3 separate regions of the Mus musculus genome follow, and all the other regions are linked to region 3. The links are chromatin contacts, called in public Hi-C and promoter capture Hi-C maps. All regions are on one chromosome and are shown on one strand. The core of a region is the stretch at or near the end of the contact, and the rest is flanking DNA. Distances in the headings are between cores, read along the strand shown. Region 1 holds the start of Cyp2d26 (cytochrome P450, family 2, subfamily d, polypeptide 26). Region 2 holds the start of Cyp2d9 (cytochrome P450, family 2, subfamily d, polypeptide 9). Region 3 has its middle 18 kb from the start of Cyp2d34.

Region 1 (2,942 bases), core at 325-2,824, 160 kb before region 3:
GTAAGCATCCGGGAATGAAAGGGTAACCAACACTAGCCAACCTCTGGCCAAGCTTTGCCCCAACTAAGCTTTCCAAAGGTGACACTCAAGAGTCACAGTCATCCCAGAAGAAACCTACCTGCCTCAGCTTCTCAGTAACTGCGTCTCAGTTGCCTCCCATCTCCCACCCATGACCTGTGTTGGCTCCTGACTTACCGTACCATAACTCAGCTGGGCAGGGCCAAAAGGAATAGGCAGGAACATGCATCGAGACGGGTGTGGGTGTGGGTGTGGGGAGGGACCCTTTACCCCACCCAGCCCACAGACCTCTGGCACAAGGTCTGCTTTACCTATATCCATGTAGAAGACTGTCAGGGGAACAACTGACCCACCAAGAAACCAAGGGTGAAAAAGAGACAGAGGCCACCATGTGATAAGTACTTGGTCCAACCTACAGGCCTCTGGGACTCTCAACAACTGTTGACAGTTTCTCAGCTTTCTCAGATCTGACCTAAGATGCTTCCAGGTTCTGAGTCTGGCCTCTCCAATCAACCCAGTAAGTAACCTCAAAGCTGAACACAAGACTCCAGGAGCTGCAGCCCCCTTCTTCCCACTGCCTCTCATCACAAAAACCAGACAGTGGCACTTGCTGTCATAGCCGGGTGCTGTGTCTTGCAGTACCTGCAAGTTACTTGTGTCCTAACAATAATGTGCTCCTTGAGCCTCCAGGATGGTCTTACCCCCCATCCCCCCATGTTTGGCAGTATTCACAAATATCTCAAAAACACCGCCCATGTAACACGAGGAAGACATCTCTCCATCCCTCTTAAGATGATTGTTAGCACAGGGCTTGACCTAACAAAAAGCCAAGAGTGAATAAAATTAGATAGTGGTCCCCATGTGACAACTACATGGACATCTAGCTGGCCTCCCCAGAATTCTATTGACAGTTGGTGACAGCCTTTCAGCTTTCTCGGGTGAGAGCTAAGAAGTCCCCAGGTTTTGAATTTGGCCTTCCTTGAGAGTTGAATGACCTCCTACCTGTGCTCAAGGCTCCACAGGCTGGAGCCTCCTTCCTTACACTGCCTCTCCCTCACCCTCATCTGCTAGCCACATAAGCCACTTCAGTGGCCATTGCTGCATAGTGATAGTGCCCACTGATAGTGTCAGTCAGACCTCATATCCTACTAGCCAAGTGTTCCCTGAAGCCTCCAAAAGGCCTTGTTCCATTCTGAGACAATGTCTTCGGTCCCCTCGGATCTCTGGTCATGTGGCAAATTAGTCTATGACCGTTGCACCCTGAGGCAGGGTCCATGGCTACGTGCCCGCTGTGCTTACAGTGTCCAACCCAATATAACCACTATGCAATTCTCTGTGGAGCTATCAGTGCCACTCCCCTGGATAAGCACCACAGGAAAGAAGAAAGGGCAGGAACCTCTGATGTTGACTTTCCCTTGATTTTTCTGACACCCCCTTCCCCCATATAGGCTCTGTTTGAACATTAATTAACACAGCTACTTGGCTCAAGGCAGAGAACAAAGTGCAGCCTTCCCCTCCTCCCTCTTTATAAGGGACCAGGTTCCCAGTCCATCATAAGAGGATCTTTCCTGATTCTAAGTTTCTGGAACGAGTATTCCTTCAAAAGCCTGGAAGCAGTAGGGCAGCCATGGGGCTGCTGGTTGGAGATGACTTATGGGCTGTGGTCATATTCACAGCCATCTTCCTGCTTCTGGTGGACCTGGTGCACCGGCGCCAGCGCTGGACTGCCTGCTACCCACCAGGCCCTGTGCCATTCCCTGGGCTGGGAAACCTGCTGCAGGTGGACTTCGAGAACATACCATACAGCTTTTACAAGGTGAGAGAGGTGGTGGTGGAGGACAGAAGAAGTCAGAGTGACCCAGGCAGCACGTGGAGGTGTTGAAGCCACTGGAAAGACAGGAAGATGGCCCCCAAGAGAAAAAAAGAGTTGTTGGGAAAACAAAGTGGAGTGTGTGTGTGTGTGTGTGTGTGTGTGTGTGTGTGTGTGTAATAGTCTCTTCCTGTTGTGTGGTCTCAGGCCTCGCTGCCTATCTTAGGAACCTGAATTTTTTCTTGTATGGTGGAGTATGAAGGGACCCAAGGATCTTGTTCAGGCTGAGTCACAGCTGAATGATAATATTTGCTGTGAGGTCTTTGTTAAATTGAGAAGATATGGTTGCCAAGCAACAAGGTGCCCCAACCATAGGCTAGGGATGTAGGCCTGTGATAGAGCATTTGCCCAGCATATGTCAGGAACAAGGTTCAATAAGTTCTATATATGTGTATGTACAGACACAGACACAGACACAGACACAGACACAGACACAGACACAGACACAGACACAGACACAGACACACACACACACACACACACACACACACACACACACACACAGAGAGAGAGAGAGAGAGAGAGAGAGAGAGAGAGAGAGAGAGAGAGAGAGAAGCAGAGACTTGTATGAAGAGTATTGATCTTCCACTCTGCTGGAAACCTCTACTTCCTATGTGCTCTGTCCTATTTCAGCTTCAAAACCGCTATGGCAATGTGTTCAGCCTACAGATGGCCTGGAAGCCCGTGGTTGTGGTCAACGGACTGAAGGCAGTGCGGGAACTGCTGGTGACCTATGGAGAGGACACTTCTGACCGCCCCCTAATGCCCATCTATAATCACATAGGCTATGGGCACAAATCAAAAGGCAAAGCTCTATAGTGGGGGCAAGGCAGGGAGAGTAGGGCTTGAGAGGGGTGAGCAGAAGATAGACAGACCTAATGGAGATGATGTGGTCCGGCAAGGCAAGGGAAAAACACTGGGGTGGAGGGTGGAGCCTAAGGAATGCAAGGTGCCAATATGTGCTAGAAAAGTGCTGGGCACTGACTGCTAAGACTGACCACAGAGAAATGTTGGGAACAGAAGAGACCACATAGCTAGGTGCCCTCAGTTACAC
Region 2 (3,437 bases), core at 725-3,224, 190 kb after region 3:
GCAAAAATGAGAGATGCAATCACATTGCACGTGGATTTGTTCAGCATGGGGTTGGGATTGATGGGCTGCCCTGGGAGTGGAGATGGAGTGAAGATGCAAGCAAGTCAATGGACTGCCCATGTCTCCCTGTGCCCAACTACATCCCTCACCCATCACCCACCAGCCTGGGCGGTGAAGGCATCACAGAGGTGATTGGCCTCCTTGGTCACCCAGTCCTCCAGTGATTTCTTGCCCAGGCCAAAGTTGCGCAGGGTAGACACAGAGAATCGCCTCTGCTCTCGCCACTCGGGCCCGTAGGGTGCAAGGACCACACCTGCAGACACATCAGTATGTAACCAAGAATGCCCAACTCTACTGTCTCCTTCTCTCTTCAATTCTCTTTTCTGGGTTCTGTCCTGGCCATGAGCCTCTCAAAACCTTGCTATCACAATCCAGCGCATGCCTTCTGGGTAGTCCTCCTGGTCTTCAGTGACTCTGCTGTGAATTGCTTGACCACATTCCCACCCACGTTCATAACCTGTGCTTCCTCAGCTTATTCCCACACGTCTGAACCCAAATCCACCGTCCACACAGCCCTTTACCTTGGGATCCAGGCTTCACACCCAGGTACTCAAAGATGGGCACTGGAGGGCGGTCAGCAGTGTCCTCTCCACAGGTCAACAGCATTTCCTTCATTGCCTTCAGTCCATTGATCACAACCATAGGCTTCCAGGCCATCTGTAGGCTGAACACGTCACCATAGCGGTTTTGAAGCTGAGGTAGAGAGACAGAGCACATAGGAAGTGGAGGTGCCCACAGATAATAGAACCAGTTTCACTGCACAACAATGTCAAAGTGAGAGGGTGCAAGGAAGTTTCTGTGTGTGTGAGTGCACATTCGTGTATGTTTACACCTTCATGTTTATGTATGTAATTTAAGTATGTGTGCATATGTGTATGTAAGTCCATGCATATCTCTCCCTCAGAGTCAATGCATATCTTAGTGTCTCTCTGTCTCTCTCTGTCTCTCTCTGTCTCTCTCTGTCTCTCTCTGTCTCTCTCTCCCTCTCTCTGCCTCTCTCCCTCTCTCTCTCTCTCTGTATTTGTATATGTGCATGCACATTAGTGTGTATCTTGCTTGTTATTGAACCCTGGTCCTCATGTATCCTGGGAAACTGCTTCTCACTGAGCTCCATTCCCAGCCTGAGGCTGCCTACCACTGCGGTGTCTTATCTTTTAAGTTCAGCGAAGGAATCACAGTAGATGTGACTCCCCAGTGGTGATCTTGTCAGAGCCAGAAAACTGTCCTGGGTTCTTTAACATGTCAACATTCATGAAGAGACTCTGGTTCCTCGAGATGGGCAGTGAGGCCAGAGAGCACACAACAGCAAGAGATTCAGGCAGCCACAGTCCCTCTCTCCACTCAGTGTCCTAAATGATATTTTTGGTAAACTAACAGACCTTGTTTTTGACAGGGCCATAATGGACCTTTGTCCTCTATGGCTGCTGCCCTGTCCAAACTGACTAAATACTGTTGTCACATCCTGCTTCACCTCCTGGAATTTTTCTTCTAAAATTTTGCTCTAGGAATTCCCAGTGGCTGCTACCAAAACATTTCTATGCCTGTCCTCTCTTGGAGGTCTAGATCCCTGTCTGACCTGTGGCCTAAGCCCTAGTATGTGCCGCTGTAGATACCATTACTTCAGTTACCATCTATTGCTAAGTCACTCACCTTGTACAAGCTGTATGGCATGTTACCTAGGTCCACCTGCAGCAAGTTACCCAGTACAGGCCATGGCACAGGGCCTGGTGGGTAACGAGAAGTCCAGCGCTGGCGCTGGTGGGTCAGGTCCACCAGTAATATGAAGATGACTGTGAATATGGCCACAGGCCACAGGTCAGTCCCAGTCAGCAGCTCCATGGCTGCCCCACTACTGCCCAGGCTTCCCAGAGACCAATGAACAACACTCAATACAACACCTAGGATCAGGAAGCCCCAAGCTTGGATCCTGTCACCTTATAAAGGAGTGCCAGGGTTGCCCTTTGTCCTCTGTGTCCTGCCCCAAATATGTGTTTGTTTTGGCCCGGAATAGGGAGGAGCCAGTGATGTTCAGTTCCTACCAGGAGCAGAGCATGCTGATTCTGCTGGGCTGAACATGGTAGGCAGATGTCTAGAGGACCCCTCTTCAAGATGGATGATCTGATTACTGTGTGCAGCAAATTCATTTGGTATGCTACCTATGCAAATCTTTGAGGGCTTGAGGATATTGCCTCAGAGAGGAATGAGACCTCCAAATCTTCATGGAGCACTTTGTTGACAGGACATGGGGCTTGACTGCCTTCCTGTGAATGCCTTCTGTGCATGTTTGAGCGGTGGGAGGATGTTTTCTACAGTGGAGGGAAAGAGGCTGGAGCCCCTATGGGCAAAAGAAGGACAGGTGGGGAGGGAAGCTGGAATCCTTGCTTGTGAGTAGTGCAAAGGCATATAGAGCCCCTGTGGTAAAGTGGAAGTTACTGGTGGGAAGGCAGCTAGATGTTCTGTTGATTAGTGAGTGCCAGTGGGGAAGGCAGCTGGAGCATTGCCATGTTCACTACAGGTCTGTGGTCATCCAGTGGATCAGGCAGCAATAATTACAACACGAGATTTCTCAGGCCCAGTCTGGGGAAGCTGAGAAAAATCTGAGTATCTTGCTGGCCAAAGTTGTTACAGGGACTTGTCACATGCTGGCCTCTGTCTCTTATTCACCCTCAGTTTCTTGGTGGGTCAATCTCACCTGGGAACAGTTTTTCACATGGAGGTAGGTGAGGCAGTTTCCTTGCTCATGCCAGAGGCCTGTGGTCAGGGTGAGCATTCATGAGGAAAACAGAAAGATGACTCCCGAGCCTTCTAATAAATGGCCCTTGTGTGCTGGGCACTGCTGGACACATGGCACATAGCAGGTCCCCATACACTAGGGTCCAAAGAGGCTCAGTCCCTGTCCTTGCTGGGAATCCAGACCTCTGAAGATCGAAGGCTTAGAAGTCCTCCTGGAATCCAGGCAGGCTCTTTCTACTACAGCTTCACCATGGTGGAAGGGAGGCTTGAGTTGAATGGAGACACACCATGAAGCCCCAGAGCAAGGACTACACACAGGTCTCCTCTCTGCTGAATGTGCCCCCCTGCACTGACCACCTGTGTGTCACTGGAGCCTGTTGGTGACTCCATGCTTATTGCTGGCCTGAAGCCTCTAAGTCTGTTTCTCCTCTTCCTGTCCATGCTCTTTGGCCCTGCCCAACCCAGTACTCTCGAATGGCACCATAGTTGGAACAGAGACAAATGTCTTTCTCAATCACCAAGTTGGTCTGAAAGGACACCTGCTTTGGAGGCAGGACACCATTATAGGTAAGGGTCAGAAAGGGAATTCAGGAGACAACCTGCTGAGGTCACTGTCAGATTCAGGCTGCTGGGTTTCTTCTGGT
Region 3 (3,165 bases), core at 600-3,099:
TGGAGGGTGGTAGAGATATGTGTTGGGGGATGGGTGAGGTTATGGGGGCCACTGATCCCAGAGGAGAAGAAAAATGAAATGGGGAGAGGACAACACAGACAGGTATCCTTGGTTACACACATATGCACTTTCAGGTGTGGTCTTTGCACCTTACGGGCCTGAATGGCGAGAACTGAGGAGATTCTCTGTGTCAACCCTGCGCAACTTGGGCCTGGGCAAGAAATCGCTGGAGCAGTGGGTGACAGAGGAAGCTGGCCACCTCTGTGATGCCTTCACCGCCCAGGCTGGTGGGTGATGTGTGTGGACTGCAAGTGGGGACAGGGAGACAGCAACAATATCCTGAATTTTACTTGCATCTCCACTCCTAGGGAGTCCCCTCGATCCTTACACACTCCTGAACAAAGCTGTGTGCAATGTGATTGCGTCTCTCATTTATGCCCGTCGCTTTGAGTATGGAGACCCTGACTTCATCAAGATGCTAAAAATATTGAAAGAAAACATGGGAGAGAATACTGGCTTGTTTCCAGAGGTAGGAGACTCAAGGGCAGCCTTCAGATCAACTTCCCTGCTTTCCATCTTCCAAGAGGAGGCTGTAGACAGGAGATTTGGAAAGGAGACCTCTAGAAGTGTCATCCACAGGAATAGGAGCCTGAAGCTTGACAAGCATGCAGCAATGTGAGGGGAGAAGAGGCCCAAGATTAGGCCCTCTAGAATGTGAGAAGCTGGGCCTCTGCTCACAGGGAAGCCACCAAAGCCTATGGGATTTCCACCAAGGTGCTGCTAGAGGCTGAAGGCATGGACTAAGAAGGAGTCAGGTGATGGGTGGGAACACATAGGGCCCGTGTCCATCATGGAAGAGGCTGGTAACTAAGACTGGCCGAGATCAACACTAAGCCTATGTACCCAGGAGCCAGAGAGATGGTTAGTGGGTAAGGAGCTTGCCAGGCAAGCAGGGTGCTTGAGTTTCAATCCTGGATGCCACGCAACTGACTCTCTATGGTTTTCCTGGACCTCAACATCTTTGTTGTGTCAATAGCACTGCTCACATCATTTGCACATGGAAACACATTGAAATAATGACTATTATTACTGAAGTTATTTCTTACTTATTATTGTTATTTTAACTAATTATTTACTCAACTCGTTAAATTAAAGGCAGCAGGAAAACTTACCATATTCTATGGTTGTTACAGGTTCTGAACACATTTCCAATTCTCCTGCACATCCCAGGGTTGGCTGACAAAGTCTTCCCTGGGCAAAAGACATTTCTCACCCTGGTAAATAAGCTGGTGACTGAGCACAAGAGGACCTGGGACCCTGACCAGCCACCTCGTGACCTGACTGATGCCTTTCTGGCTGAAATGGAGAAGGTGAGAGACTCTGCAATCTGGTGTCCATTGCGCTGTGAATAACCCAGTGACACTGAAATGTCACCACCTAAAGTCATCAGGAGAGTGTTATGGGGCCTTCCAGTCTCTCCACTGAGTCTACTGCTTTTCTGTGTCCTAGGCAAAGGGGAACCCTAAGAGTAGCTTCAATGAAGCAAATCTACGTCTGGTTGTCTTTGACCTGTTTGGTGCTGGGATTGTGACCAGTTCAATCACTCTGACCTGGGCCCTGCTGCTCATGATCTTGCATCCAGATGTGCAGCGTGAGACTGATGGGGCTGGGAAGAAAGGAGGAGGAGGGTAGAGGCACAGTTCTTAAGCTTACTTGGGACTCTTGTGGCTCCCAACACTGGTTTAACCCAGACTCCAGCAAGGGTGATGGTCACCTTTCTCCCATGGGCTCAGCCCTTAACAGAGCAGTAGTAGAGGGACAAAGGACACCCCTCTGGTGTTCCTTTTTCTAAGTGGTTGTTGCCTTTCCAGGCCGAGTGCAAGAGGAAATCGACGAGGTCATAGGGCAGGTGCGGTGTCCAGAGATGGCAGACCAGGCCCACATGCCCTACACCAATGCTGTCATTCATGAGGTGCAGCGCTTTGCAGACATTGTCCCAATGAACTTGCCACACAAGACTTCTCATGATATTGGAAGTACAGGGCTTCCTTATCCCTAAGGTAGGCCTGGGACCCTCCAATGTCTAGTCAGGGTTGCTAGCTCTCTAATGTCTGAGCTGTCCACTTAAGATAGGACTGGAATTTAGGCTACCCAGTTCTCCATGCCACAGAACCAGCTTCCCCAGGTAACTATGGGAAGAGAAACAGTAGCAGGAACTGTATACTGGAAAGTCAAGTGGTAACAGCCACTACCTACAAATACAGGTGACAATGTGTATATCTGTCACTTATCACATATTCATGTCATAGTATTAATGACAGCTAAGAAGTCTCTAGGGCTAAGGTTATATGAAAGGATCCAGTCTGTGAGGTAGAGACCATGCATGTGAGCTTGGTGATCAGAGACTAGACAACCCCACCCCAGTCCAACCTCACACCATGTGCCTTCTGCCAGGGGACGACCCTCATCCCCAACCTGTCCTCCGCGCTAAAGGATGAGACTGTCTGGGAGAAGCCCCTCCGCTTCCATCCTGAACACTTCCTGGATGCCCAGGGCCATTTTGTGAAGCCTGAGGCCTTCATGCCATTCTCAGCAGGTGCCTCTGGGGTGCCTGGCTCCCTGTCTCTCCCCGGGGTGCCTTGGAGGGTGGAGCACTGTGGGGCATCAGGCCTGGGGAAATAAAGGGGGTGGGAGAGAACCCGAACTGGACATGGGGGACTGCCTTGCACTCTCTATGCCGCCCGGGTGAGCGTCTGGCTGTGGGAAGCTATGAACCTCAGTTCAAGGGGGGGCAGAGAGGAAGCAGTCCAGGGTCTCTGGGCCTCATGGAGGCCAGAGACGACAGGTTCTCAGTCTCACACATCCCAGATGTCACTGTATGTCGTGTAAGAGCTGAGAACAGGCCCTCAGATGGACTCTGGCCGGGGGCCGGAGGGAGGGTAAGGGGAGAGCCCTGGCAGTTTACTGCAGGGATGAGAGAACCTGACTAGTTCAGGCTGCTAGCTCGGTGGGTGCCTTGGGTTGGCTGGCGGCCATGGCTGGAGTGCAGGAAGGCCTTCCAGTGGGAGGTTAGATGTGGCTCTTTAGAGGAACGCCTACTCTGTTTCCCCAACACAGTGAGTCTCAATGAGCAGAGATTGTCTATGGTTTTAGAGCTTTATTGTA

What was found. Promoter capture Hi-C pulls out the DNA fragments that hold promoters and counts their contacts. A called contact is a pair of places that touch in the nucleus more often than the background predicts.
Region 1: a promoter capture Hi-C map of liver shows a contact between it and region 3, with 4 times the contacts expected there. The contact joins the promoter of Cyp2d26 here to the enhancer-like site in region 3. A contact is called at or near these places in 4 of 39 promoter capture datasets (cranial neural crest, embryonic stem cells and liver), 6 of 484 Hi-C or Micro-C datasets (liver, nephron progenitors, tail fibroblasts and 1 more) and 2 of 9 other capture datasets (embryonic stem cells and liver).
Region 2: a contact with region 3 is called in a Hi-C map of liver, with 4 times the contacts expected there. The contact joins the promoter of Cyp2d9 here to the enhancer-like site in region 3. A contact is called at or near these places in 2 of 39 promoter capture datasets (embryonic stem cells and neural stem cells), 10 of 484 Hi-C or Micro-C datasets (brain, differentiating spermatogonia, embryonic fibroblasts and 3 more), 1 of 115 datasets of contacts at active chromatin or transcription factors (hepatocytes) and 3 of 9 other capture datasets (adipose tissue, liver and pancreatic islet).

What each region holds. Positions count from the first base shown.
Region 1 is chr15:82,792,877-82,795,818 of GRCm38.p6, reverse strand. It overlaps Cyp2d26 (cytochrome P450, family 2, subfamily d, polypeptide 26), which reads left to right and starts at 1,574. Exons shown (of 9, transcript NM_029562.2): 1 at 1,574-1,834; 2 at 2,522-2,693. The coding sequence starts at 1,646.
Region 2 is chr15:82,450,914-82,454,350 of GRCm38.p6, reverse strand. It overlaps Cyp2d9 (cytochrome P450, family 2, subfamily d, polypeptide 9), which reads right to left and starts at 1,974. Exons shown (of 9, transcript NM_010006.2): 1 at 1,711-1,974; 2 at 582-753; 3 at 161-313; 4 at 1-70. The coding sequence starts at 1,899.
Region 3 is chr15:82,637,470-82,640,634 of GRCm38.p6, reverse strand. It overlaps the pseudogene Cyp2d13. Among named protein-coding and RNA genes, the nearest start is that of Cyp2d34, 18 kb to the right of the region's middle. Within about 2 kb of position 1,849, at least 6 of the 459 cell types and tissues checked have an H3K27ac peak or open chromatin away from gene starts, as enhancers often do. A contact at or near this core is called in hepatocytes and liver, where this site is marked.